Regions from separate parts of the Thunnus thynnus genome. Here region 2 is linked to region 1. The links are chromatin contacts, called in public Hi-C maps. All regions are on one chromosome and are shown on one strand. Each heading gives the region's core, a stretch centred on a gene start, on an enhancer-like site or on the middle of the called end of the contact. The rest is flanking DNA. Distances are from core to core; before and after follow the strand shown. Region 1 holds the start of ssr3 (signal sequence receptor, gamma). Region 2 holds the start of ccnl1a (cyclin L1a).

The links. A called contact is a pair of places that touch in the nucleus more often than the background predicts.
Region 2: a Hi-C map of muscle shows a contact between it and region 1, with 11 times the contacts expected there. The contact joins the promoter of ccnl1a here to the promoter of ssr3 in region 1. A contact is called at or near these places in 3 of 3 Hi-C or Micro-C datasets (heart and muscle).

Annotation. Positions count from the first base shown.
Region 1 is chr7:12,153,832-12,160,036 of fThuThy2.1, forward strand. ssr3 (signal sequence receptor, gamma) reads right to left here and starts at 2,472. Exons shown (of 5, transcript XM_067594410.1): 1 at 2,240-2,472; 2 at 1,075-1,201; 3 at 589-687. The coding sequence starts at 2,465.
Region 2 is chr7:12,326,053-12,332,257 of fThuThy2.1, forward strand. It overlaps ccnl1a (cyclin L1a), which reads left to right and starts at 3,089. Exons shown (of 10, transcript XM_067594413.1): 1 at 3,089-3,414; 2 at 3,635-3,709; 3 at 4,407-4,516. The coding sequence starts at 3,175. lekr1 (Leucine-, glutamate- and lysine-rich protein 1) reads left to right here. Exons shown (of 12, transcript XM_067594412.1): 12 at 1-2,956.

The DNA.
Region 1 (6,205 bases), core at 1,222-3,721:
AATCTAATCACTGTTGAGACAATTTACTGGACGTACTTGTGTCATTTTGTGAGAACTTTCTCTCTCCTGTGTGCAAACATATTTTGCAGAAAACACCCCAGCGGGAGTTGACTAAAACCTAACACAGGCAGTATCTGTGTTATGTGGTACCAGCTGACCCAAGTAGGACCATAATTACAAAAAAAGTCAACAGGCTTGCAACAAGACATGACTGTGTGACTGCTCTGAAGCCAGGTGACAACACCGCATTTAAATTTCATACACATGTATGTCTGACACATTACACTTTTATCCAGACGGGCTAAGTCTCAACTTGTTTTATTCTTTAAAATGTTTCCTCTCATCCAAAGAGCTTCTTCACTTCTGACTAACTAGAGGCGAGTCCCAGACGTCTGCAGGGTCGTTAACCTAGATTAAATGTCAGAGATTCCTCACCTCACCAACCCAAAACAAGGCCAGCTGTCCTTGACTTAACCCTTCTGGATATACCGTTACTCTATGACTGATGAACTTCACAGACTTATCACAATGACTTCGTCAAAGCTAAGTGGAAATAATCCAGCACAACACTGTTTCAACATGTTTTACCTCTCATCTTTCTCCTTGCGGGACATTTTGCGGTTGTCTGCCTCAGACAACTTCCTGGTCACCTCCTTGGAAACAGCATCCTCACGTTTCTGGGCAACTCTGGAGGATCAAGAGAGAAAAGTTGCAAATATTAGGAGTCAGGGGGAGATTTTTCTCAAACTTAGAAAATATATTTTGAGGCAAAGTGACTGATAAGAATAAAAATGTACTTGATGGTTAACTAGTAATCCCCTCAGTTGTGGTTACAAAGCACTTTGTTTACTGAACAGCTAATCAAATGTACTGGCATGAGTATTGCATCTTGGATTCTTACTCTGCCTGCTTAAATAGACTCAAACTTCACTCAAAAGGCATAAAAATCATGTGTTACATGTCTCGAGAAAGGCAACAGCAACATGATGTTATGACACCAGGCAGATCAATGAATGCTAACGACCACTAAACTAATCATCTAACTCAATGTTGTGCTGTGTTTTTCCGTCTTACTTGTGTTTGAGAACAAACTTGACGTTCTTGTAGGCAAAGGCCACCAGGTAGGTGCTGACCAGAGTCATCACAGCGTACAGGACTGCAGACTGGACCAGGTCCATGTGCCAAATCCTCCAAAACAGCCCTAAAGAGACAGACAGAGACAATCACACTGTTAGCAATGTTTTAAAATGATTTTAGGTCAGTGAGCTTTTAAATACGCTGCCTCTTCCTGCTGGAACAATGTACAGAAGGATCTGAAATTGTCAGAGCTGATTATAACGGGGGATTTCAGTCCATTTTAAAGGATCTAGAAAATAGTACTCTTGGTCAATGTGACTTTCCACTGAAATCATCCCTGTTTATGCATCATAACTGGATTTTTGTCCTTGTATTGCATACTAATTGGATATTGTTGTGTTCACTTGTTTGTGGAGTGTGACCGTTGTCTTCATCCGTTTGTGTTGTTTGTGTTTATTGTAGTAACGATGCTTATGCTTCTCTCTTGGCCAGATCACTGTTTGAAAAAGAGATTTTAATCTCAATGAGTGAGCTTATCTATTTTTATTTTAACATGAATCCCTCTGTACAGGTCAAGTAGAACCTATGATCATGAAATGAGTAATTCATTGTGAGGCAATGTACTGTTATACCTTGTTGTACATGTGTCAGTGTACCATTCTGTACTTTTTGTTGTTTGTTTCCTTTTTTGTATGTCTATCTTGTATAAATGTAAAAGATTTTAATCTCAATGAGACTTTTCACCTGGTTAAATAAAGGATAAGAAGAGTATGCAGTTTGTGTGCAAAAGCTTTTTGGTGTTTTCCATAAACTAAAACCAGTGTAGAGTAAACTAAAGATTGTGAATTCATCTTCATATTTTATATTTTCACTACAACATGGACCTATCTGCTTATTACCAAAGTCCTAACCAGCTACAACACATAATTACAGGAACTCTGCTGCTACACTTTTCATGACAGTTACTCGGATACAGGAAACATATCGCAGCTATTCTTGTTCATAATAGCATTTTATTATGTCTAATCTCACTGAAGCAGTCCTTGCAGGTACTCTGAGCAGCCAATCAGTCCGTTTTTCCCCCCTGTATTGAATGAATGGTAAGTGTTAGCTCAGCTGGTTAGCAGCAGCCAGCTTGTGCAGTGTGTGTGCGGATACTCACAGATGGGGATGGCGGAGACGATGAGAGCATTGCCGTAAAACAGCGCGGTGGACTTGGCTGAGAGGTTTCTGCTGAAGTCCTGGAGCAGAAGGTCTTCCTCGGACTGTTGCTTGCTGCTGCCTTTAGGTGCCATGTCTGCGGATTGAGCGGCCTGTCTGCTGCTCGGCTCTGGACACAAGAAGACTGACACGTCGGAGTAGAAGGAGACGAGAGGACGCGTCAGCATAAAGCCGGAAACACGTCAGCTTTCTTACCGTCTGTCTGGAAGAACGACGCGCTCTCAGCTCACTGCTGCCCCCCGCAGGACGGGAGGAGGGATCGCTGTAGTCTGCTGATGTGTGACAGACGTACTTCACTTACTGTAGGTTGAATTACAATGCCAAATGAAATGCACCTATATCTTCTTCGAACAAATGTTAAGGAATAGGACTGCTGTCAAATTAAACCTGGGATGTTATGTAACTGAATTATTGAATTGTATGAATTAAGGTGATTTACACCTTTCAGCATTTTCAGGCTTTTCAACCTCACAACAAGTGTCTCAGATTTCAGCCTGAACTGTCCCACATTAGGGAATGCACATAATCTGGGACAATTTGGCACAAGGAGCAATTTTATATTCACCGTTTACTATTCCTAGTGTGATACCTGCATTCTCTTTTCCAATATGATTAGAAAACACCTTGGGGATTTCAGAGTGGCATCGGCTGCAGATATAACGTATTGGCTTCAAATTGAAATGTACTTCTGAAGTGCCAATTGCAAACCTACATTACTCTAATTGTCCCTACAGAACAAATGTATTTAAATACTTTTTTTAAAAAAACTTTTGCAGTGTTTATATACTTCTTACTCATTTTATTTATATTTTTTAACCTCTTACCAGGCACACCTATTTTTCTGTAGGGTCCTGAAAATAATATAGCCAAAATAAAAAGGTTACTGTTCATGAATGTGGTCTTGAACTGAATTGAACTGAATAGAATTGAATTGAATTGAACTGAAAATTGAAATTGGAAGGACACTGCATTGGTATTACTACATTATTTGACACAGCTTTGCTTTCCAACAGGGTCAGTTCACACCAAAAATAAAAAATAAATAAAATTAAATAAAATTAAATGTTTACTTTCCTTAGGAGCAGATCATTTAAATTGTCCAGGTTTTGATTTATCCATCTCTGAGATTTATTCCATTTATCCCAATATAATACAATTCACAAAGGTGAACGACAACATTATAAATTGTGATTTAAAATTGAGATTAACCTGTTAAATGACACTTTAGCCTCCGTAACTTTGGTTCAGGATCACTTATACTCATTCTGACTTTTTGGTTGTAAAAGTTAAAGAGTTACTTTTTAAATGAGACCATAGTTATGAACAGTAGTCTTTTTATTTTGGATATATTATTTTCCGGCCTCTGCACAAAAATAGGGGTGCCTTGTAAGAGTTTAAAAACATCCAGGAAAAAAGTCCTCCCAAATGTCAAACCACAGACCTCACTGTCAACAGTTTTCATTTGAACAGCAATGAAAAAAAAAAAGTCCCAGTGAAAACATTTAGACAGCATGATTGTGCATCTCAAAACCTGGGCAAAGATTTTTGTTTTTTGAGTGAACCTATCTTTCAAACCCTCTTTTCTATATTAAGTTCTCATTTTTGACTACTTTGAGTGCAGGTTCCAAAAGCATCAAGATGAAAAAATTACATCAGCTTCCTAACTTTAAAAAATCCTACAAACTGTGTTTTTCATTAAAACATCTACACGTCTTCAAAGCTGCCTCTTATCATCTGCAAATATCAGCCTCAAAAGAAGATATAACGGACCAAATGTGCAGTTCCTCTTTTCAGTAGAATCATTACTTGCTCACTGTACCACCACTACCATCCAATTAAAGTCACATCAGCATGTTTCTTTGTAGATGCCTCAGTCTTTATTACTTTGACAAAAAACTTCTTTTTCCCTGGGTAGAACAGAAAACTGCTCTGCCTTTCTTATTCAGTCATTTTCCAATTTCTCATAGACTCCAATTACTCCCCTTTCCTCCACTTTCCTCTTTGGATGCTCCATAAACTACACTTCTCCCCTTACAGCGCTGTTTGCCACTTTCAAGAACTACGAGCTTTTGGAGCAGAAGCTGTCGCTGCATATGGAAAGTCTTCTCATGGTGAGGGGTTTGAAGTTCAGGCTCTAAAACAAAGCATCTACCAGAGTTACTGCAGCACTTGCAGGATTCACATTTTGCCCACTAGAGGTCAATATCTTCATGTTGGTACATGTCAGTTTAGTTATTCATGTGAGGCACATCTCCTGAGGGACTGACAGTGAGTGCAACAGTAGAGCTGTGAGTCACAAACAATCAAGAAGAATAAGGTCATGGCCTCATAGTAGTTATAGTTATTTTAGTGACAGAAAAAGGGTGTATATTTCCTTTTTAGGGTTTTAAAGGAGCAATTACACTGTGTAGAGGGGTGGATATCATTCAGTGGGGAGAGATTTGAAGTAATTCTTGAGAAAATGAGCTTTCAGGTCTACAGCAGAAGTTTGTAATGACCAGTTTTGGGGGTAACATAGAACAAAGTAATGCATTAGAGTACTCAGATTACTTTTTTGTTGTAACAAGTGACATAAGGATTAGTTTTGCAATTCAAATAATCAGTTATTTATTTACATTTTCAAATAAACAATCCATTACTGTTAAAATACTCTAGCAGGCTGAGGATTTGCCATGGCAAGAACTCAAGCAGAGAGATGATCTCATGAGAGACTGTGTGATTTTATTGGTAGCAACAAGCAAACCATCAACACTGTGATGCCCTCTCACAGCATGCTGGAGGGAAGGTACTAACTGTGCCAAAAATGCATTCTTTCACAACAGCAAACTGTAAACTACTATAAACATTGTAGAAACAATGTGAAGAACAGTAACACTAATGACTATGTACCAACTAACATCTGTGATGATTTAGGACACAATTTATCTTAAAGGTGCAGTGTATAGAATGTAGTGGCATCTAGAAGAAAGGACTTGGCAGAAATGGAGTATAATATTCATAAGTATATTTTAATTAGTGTATAATCACCTGAAAATAATAATCGTTGTATTTTTGTTACCTTAGAATGAGCCCTTTATATCTACATAGGGAGTGGGTCCTCTTCCATGGAGGCCGCCGTGTTGCGCCACCATGTTTCTACAGTAGCCCAGAATGGACAAACCAAACACTGGCTCTAGAGAGGGACTTTCGCATTTTTTGCAAGTTTCACAGCCACCGTAGGTTCTCCTACACACTTGGAAGGGGACAGGAGAAGTATTCGGTTGGTTGCAATCTGCAACCTCACCACTAGATGTCACTAAATCTTACACACTGGTCCATCAAGCTTATGTCCATAAACACATTGCCTCTGAGAATGCTGGGAAGCTCTGCCCAGCTACCCCCAAACGTGCTACAATTTACTATATTTCCCTGTTTCTTTTGTTGCTACAAAAAACAAAAAAAAGAAAATATCCGATGCATTCACACTGTTTCTTTACACAAAGAATCGCAAAGGGGAAAATGGGGCAAAGGGCAAAGTACTCTAACAAGTTACTTTTCTCAGTAGGTAATGTTGTAACATAGCAAGTTAACTTTTCATGGCATTTATGTTGTAACATAACAAATTACTTTTAAAAGTAACATTACCCAACACTGGGAATGACTAGAGAGACTTCCAAAGCACAACTACAAATAAAATCTTCATAAATGTGTGAGTTAATGAGACTTCTCTCTACTCTACAGGTCCATATCATGGCCTGCTGTAGAACTCTTCTTTCAGTTTGCAACAGCAAAGCACACACACACATATTCAAGACCTATTTAAAACTGTTCCTCCACACATACACTTCCTCATCTGACAAGCATGCCACAATCCATGGTGTGCATGAGAGTGTGACCCTTCAGCTACAGATGCATAACCCATTAGAAG
Region 2 (6,205 bases), core at 1,839-4,338, 170 kb after region 1:
AAACATTTTCTGCCTCCCTCAAAACACAAACACACGCTCTCTCTTTATCTTTGGCACACAGACTTAAATCTGTCTCTGTGTCAATATTCTTTTAATCTCTTTGGCCTTCTTTTGGTATTCAACCTCTCTCGTCCTGTTGCTAAAAAGCAATTCCCCCTCAGCCTTTCCTTCACTATCTATGCCTTCACTTTATTGTTGATCCAGTCATCTCTCTTTTCTATTGCCCTCTGCTCTTTTACTGGGGCTTTTTCCTTTGCTTGTGCCCTTGCTTTGTAGCCCTTGACCTGGTGTCCTTCCTGGTTTGTGTGTGTGTGTGTGTGTTTGTTTGAGAAAGAGCCCCAGGGCATGTGTGTGTGTGAGAGAGAGATCTCGCCTGAATGGATACAACTCCTTGAAAGCCGTCCTACATCTTGATATGTGCGTAAGAGGGCACGAAGCATAAAGCCCTATTACGTTGATATGAATGACGTTTTGATCCCTCTTTAACATTCAAATTTAATCTCCCCTTAACAAACACTCACATGCACACATGCCACGCACACGCACTCAGAGTGTGATCTCTTCCTCGTAGTAATTATCATAGCAGGGCAGGCATGCACACGTGTCCCTGGGGAATCTGTGCAAGTTGCTCATAAACACACACACACACACACTGCAGGGAGTGTATAACTAAGCCCTTGTTCGTCACTGGGCGTCCCTGAACGCCTCTCTCCTGCGTCGTTATGGTCGTTCCGGTATTCTGCCGTCCCGTGAGCCCTCCCACACCCTATAATTAGTGTCACCCAGGCAACCAGAGAAAGAATGCTCAGTATTCTTGTCGTCGTGGTAACTGCGTAAGTGCGGGGGCGGAGGTGCTGGTTGTAGGTGTTGGTTAATGACAGGGACAATGAGACCTCAGTCTGCCACCTCATGTGGTGTATCAGTAAAACTGAGGTAGGTAAACGTGTGTGTTCGTGCGGATATTTTGTCTGTCCTTTACGTGCCATACATATAGCCTCAAACAGGTTATGAAAGTACGCCCTTATGCCATGTTTTTGATTGTGGCTATAGCTCACAATAGCCTCAGATGTTGCGTGTGTGCCCTGTCACCTGCAGGTTCCCATCAAGTACACAGCAACCTACAACTTCACTATTTTTGCCTGCAGACCCAGAAAAGAAGTAGAACTTTTGAGCTGGTAAAATACCTGGCACCGTTTCCCGTGTGTCATTTAATTTGTGGTAATTTGATTACTGTTATTTAGGAATATGCACCATGTGAGCACAAAATTAAAACAGTGGTTGATGATCTGTCCACTTGGTCACAAGATGTATTGTAGGGGTCACAAGATAATTAATGGGATAGGCTACAAAAGAGTAAAAAGAAAGTTTTTTTTGTGAAATATTGGATTGTTTAACCTTTAACAATTATTCAAATAAAACAATCTGAGATTACATGCTGTGACAAGTAAAAAGTGCTTCATTTTACTCATTTTTGGGAACCACTTATAAACTATATTATTTGAGGCCTTAAAACATTTGACAGAGGCCCCTTCTTCTACAAGGCAGGGCCTCAAGATTAGGTAATAATGTGAGCTCCATCTCAGTCGATATTCTGCTTTCCTGTTGCAAATACCCTAATAAATGTGAAATAACTCAAATGACTGAAAACAAACTGGCGTGCAGGACACTTACCAGCTTTGCGCAGCTGGTAAGTGTTGCAACTAACAAAGACAGTAATCCAGCAAAAAAATATGTGTGTGTATATAGACACACCATTCACAAAAACAAACACACACTACAGCAGCTTAGGCCCATAAATCAGTTGTTGACAGTAAAACTGTAGCCAAACAAGGTCCAAGGTCAGTGTTATGAGTCCTCACAACACTAGCTCTCTTTACCCCCAGGGAGCTTTTCTTGGTAGAAACATCTGGTGGGTCTCTAGTTCTCTCTGCTGTCCATTTGGCGTTACTGCAAGGCCTCAGGCTATAAAAATCCTGAGGGCTGAACAGTGAGTGAGCACAATGTTTGAACTAATTAAGCATGTGGAGCTGCACCTTCTTTGACGACCTGTACTTCGCACAGTCTTAAAATACAGTTCGTACTGTATCCTAGAACACTTAACCCACCCCTCCCTAACACGATAGTTGTATATTTCATTGGTTGACTTGTATTACGAAACGTATATTTTGAGTAAGTTGGGCGTACAACGCCTATTTCTTACTAACATCTGATAATTTCCGCAATCATTTCTTCTGTTCCTCCTTTTTTTGTGAGGGGCGGATGGATATGTTCCAGAGGTAATGGCGAGAGGTCCGGACTTTCCAGTAACCTACGTCACTGAAACCGTTGGTGGTGACTCGCTTCGTGCTGCCTTCGGGTGATGTCGGAAGTTTTAACAACGCGATTCCGAGAACGTTTATATGGTTTGTAGCCTATTTCCGAGGGGAAGTTATGTGAACTTCAATCAACAAAGCAAAAACAACAGCAAAAATGTTATAACCTATGGTAAAACATTACTACCGTGTAATAACATCTACTAGTGTTAGGAGACTAAGCTAAGTGAGACATGAGTAGTCATAGTAGTCATATAGGCTACATTTTCTGCTGTTTGCCGTGTCGATGCAATGACACATACATGGGGTTTTATTATGATAATGGACAAAAATGAGCCAACTTTTGTTTTTGTTAGTCGGTCGGTTTGTTATCATTTATGATCCAAAACGATTGATTTTGGAAAAACATAGCTCACGTGGAGATCTTGAAGGTAGCATCCGGTCATATTTACAGTAATGAGTGTAAGCGGTGGAAACAATATTACATTGTATATGAGATCGATTGTTTCGTTAAATATCTGTACAATTGTTTAGTGCTTAAATAACTAGCTCATAGTGAGTTGTAATGTAGACATGTGAAATATATGAACAAAATAAAGAAAGGGTGAATGGTGATTACTTGATGAAAGAGGGCCAGCTTTAATACATGTTTCATACTGAACACAGTTTGTGAACGCTTTTGGGGAAAGGTATGTATGCTTTTGCTCAATAATTCAACATTGCTGGACTATTTTAGCAGCGCGGATGTGCACTAACGTCTGAGAGTCAACAGGGCAGTGACGTCACGCGCTGTGTCAGTTCATCCTGCTCCGCCGTCGCTCTGTCGAGGCTGAGCTGAGAAACTGCTGTTGTTCGGGCGAAGATGGCCGCGGGTCCCCTATCTGTATCTTCCAACGCGTCCACAAACAACGATGGCATCCTTATTGGTGACAAAGTTTACTCGGAGGTGTACCTCACGATCGATAACTCTCTCATACCAGAGGAAAGGCTCTCTCCGACGCCGTCGATGCTGGATGGCCTCGACCTGAGCACGGAGACCGACCTTCGCATCCTTGGGTGTGAATTGATTCAGTCGGCGGGTATTCTTCTCCGGCTACCGCAGGTAAATCTTCTTGAGTACCTAATGTTAAACATATTTGTGTGGTGAATGGACACTGAGCAACAAGCTGGTGTGTTTTTGTAGTCCTCAACACGTTGCGGCCTGCTTGTTAGCAGTTTGCTCATGTTGGCGTGGTGGAGCTAAAATGGCGGCGGCCCATTGTGTAAGGACAGGCTAGATTATACAAGAGTTTAAACATTGTGTCCTGTGTTTTTCTCGACAGGTGGCAATGGCAACGGGGCAGGTGCTTTTTCATCGGTTTTTCTACTCCAAGTCCTTTGTGAAGCACAGCTTTGAGGTAAGTCCATTGAAGTTAATGTGTTGCTGGCTAGCTTAACGTCATGGTTACGTTCCCGGCAGCCATGTTGTCGATACGTTGTCTTTTTGAACTGCTCTAAGACAATGAAGGGACAATGTGAAGATCAGTGCGAAACAATACGAAACTCAAAAGTTCAGACATGACGCTGGATCGACACATGTATTTTCCTCTAGTTGTATATTCACCTGACAGCCAGTCTTCAAACTTTCCGACAGATTTTAAATATTAGATAGATACTTTATTAAACCGAAAGTAAAGTTTATAATGTTTCAGCAACCAACAATGAGGTAATAACGTAAAAGAAACAAAGGCGAAATCATATACACTAAACTAATTCATCCTTAATAACGGTACACGCAACTTTGTATGTTGTATACCAACACATTTATGATAAAATCGTGAGTTCAGTGTGATTTATAAAGCTGTCTTGACAATATATTTACAGTCGTCCCCACAAAGGGACTAATTCTCATAATCCTAATATCAAGTTAATTAATACCTATCATAGTATAAATAGGGAAAATATTACGAAATCTGCTGACAGTTAACAAATGTCTGTTCTCGTGCTGCACGTTTCGTCATATAGACCAACTTTGTGGTCACATTACCGCTGGTTGCATGTCTTAGGCATGGAACTCTTCCTTCCAACTTTTTGCTTTGATTTCCCTCTTTCCAGATTGTTGCTATGGCTTGTATCAACTTGGCATCCAAGATCGAAGAAGCCCCACGACGAATACGAGACGTCATCAATGTGTTCCACTACCTGAGACAGATCAGAGGCAAAAAGTAAGCATCAACATTGAATCCAGTCTTCTCTCTATGGAAATAATGTTTTTTGTTACGTGGAACATGTTGCATTGCATTTGTTTCTTTATCCAATGTTGTATGATGTTGATCTGTTTTTGCTGTGAAAGTGCTCTTCTGTTTATCCATGTACTCTAAACCATTTTAAAACTTTTCAGTTTCCTCTACACTGGTAGTTTCAGAAGTGTCAATGTCTACATATAACATCTAAGTTTGACATTACACTGAAATTGAATTCTCAACAAACGCACTTTAAAAACTGGAGTGCATTGAAAGACAAGGCACAACTGCGTTGTTTGCGTGTGCCTTTGTCTTCATAGAAATCTGTTCATGTCAGTACTGTAGACCTTGGCATTAACTTGGCTTCTTTTTTCCCTTGCAACCAACTAACAGCGACCAGCTACATTTACCAAAGCCTGGGTGATGTGGAATGGTACGTAAGATGAAGCAGTCGGCATGACAACCATGATGCGAGGGGGTCTCTCTCCTCCCCCAGGCCCACCCCACCCCCTTCCTGTGGGAGACGCCCGTGGTCTGAGCCACCGCGGGGCACTGGGATCGGGGATGACAGGTTGGCCGAAGGTCCTTGGCCCCTGGGGCACCTTGAGGACTCCTGTGGTTCAATCTTAAGCTTTGGGTATCTGTCCGTCAATCTGCGGACCATTGGGTAATGTAGTTTTCTTCTCTGACTGCTCCTCACCATATATTTTGTTTGTGCTTCAAAAGCAAAACTCCATTCACCAACTGCTATTCATGGCTTTTATAGAAATATCACCTTGTTCGTTGGCGGTAGAATGATTGGATTCTTGTAGGTTAAGCAGTTACTTTGTATGTCTTGTTTAGGGTCAGTGCATGCACCATAGTCTCGATAGTTTGGCATTATATGTAGTTTGTTTGACTCGGCTTTAAAGTAAACGTACCAACAATCATAATGCACTTGCAGTAAGTTAATATTTTAGATGTGAGTTATGTTGATCCTGGAAGTTTCTTCTGTGCATGTGGTTTGTAGCATGACAATATTCATCTTTTTAATTTATTTAATTTGGAACATCAAATTACTAGGTTTGAATCTTTAATTTGATTGTTGTTGATTCTTAAATGGTTAAATGCTGTTTACTACTTACAAGTGTTTGAAGGATGTCAGTCAGGGTTTTGTTTCAGATGTGATGTAGGTAGTACATTACAGAAAACGTATAGTGGTAGCAGAGTCTGACACAGCCTGTGAAGAGGCTTATCAATCAAAATTTATCTAACCCAAATTGTATCAATATTATCATGATTCCACCCTGATGGGTTTTGGATATTTGTTACATAAATACAATTTTTAGATTTTTATAACAGTGGCAAGTTAAACGATCTCCCACTTTGTTGAAACACAATGTTTTGTGGGTTTGTTTTGTAGCGTTTGCAGTTGAGGTAGAAGTAGTTGTCATTTGGTTAACTGTTCTGCTTGTATTTGTTTCCGCGTACTGGCTGTACACAACTAGTGTGTTTTGTATTCTGACCTTGACATTGTAATAAGTCAGATTGATCTTAGATGGCTCCTTGTAAAAGCTTTGCATGCCATTTGAGTTTGTAGTTCAGGTTTGAAGGCTGTAGAATAGCGTCTGCATGTTGAAGCAGTGATGTGGTCAACGAACGAGTTTATTTCTGTGAAAGCTGTGATACAGG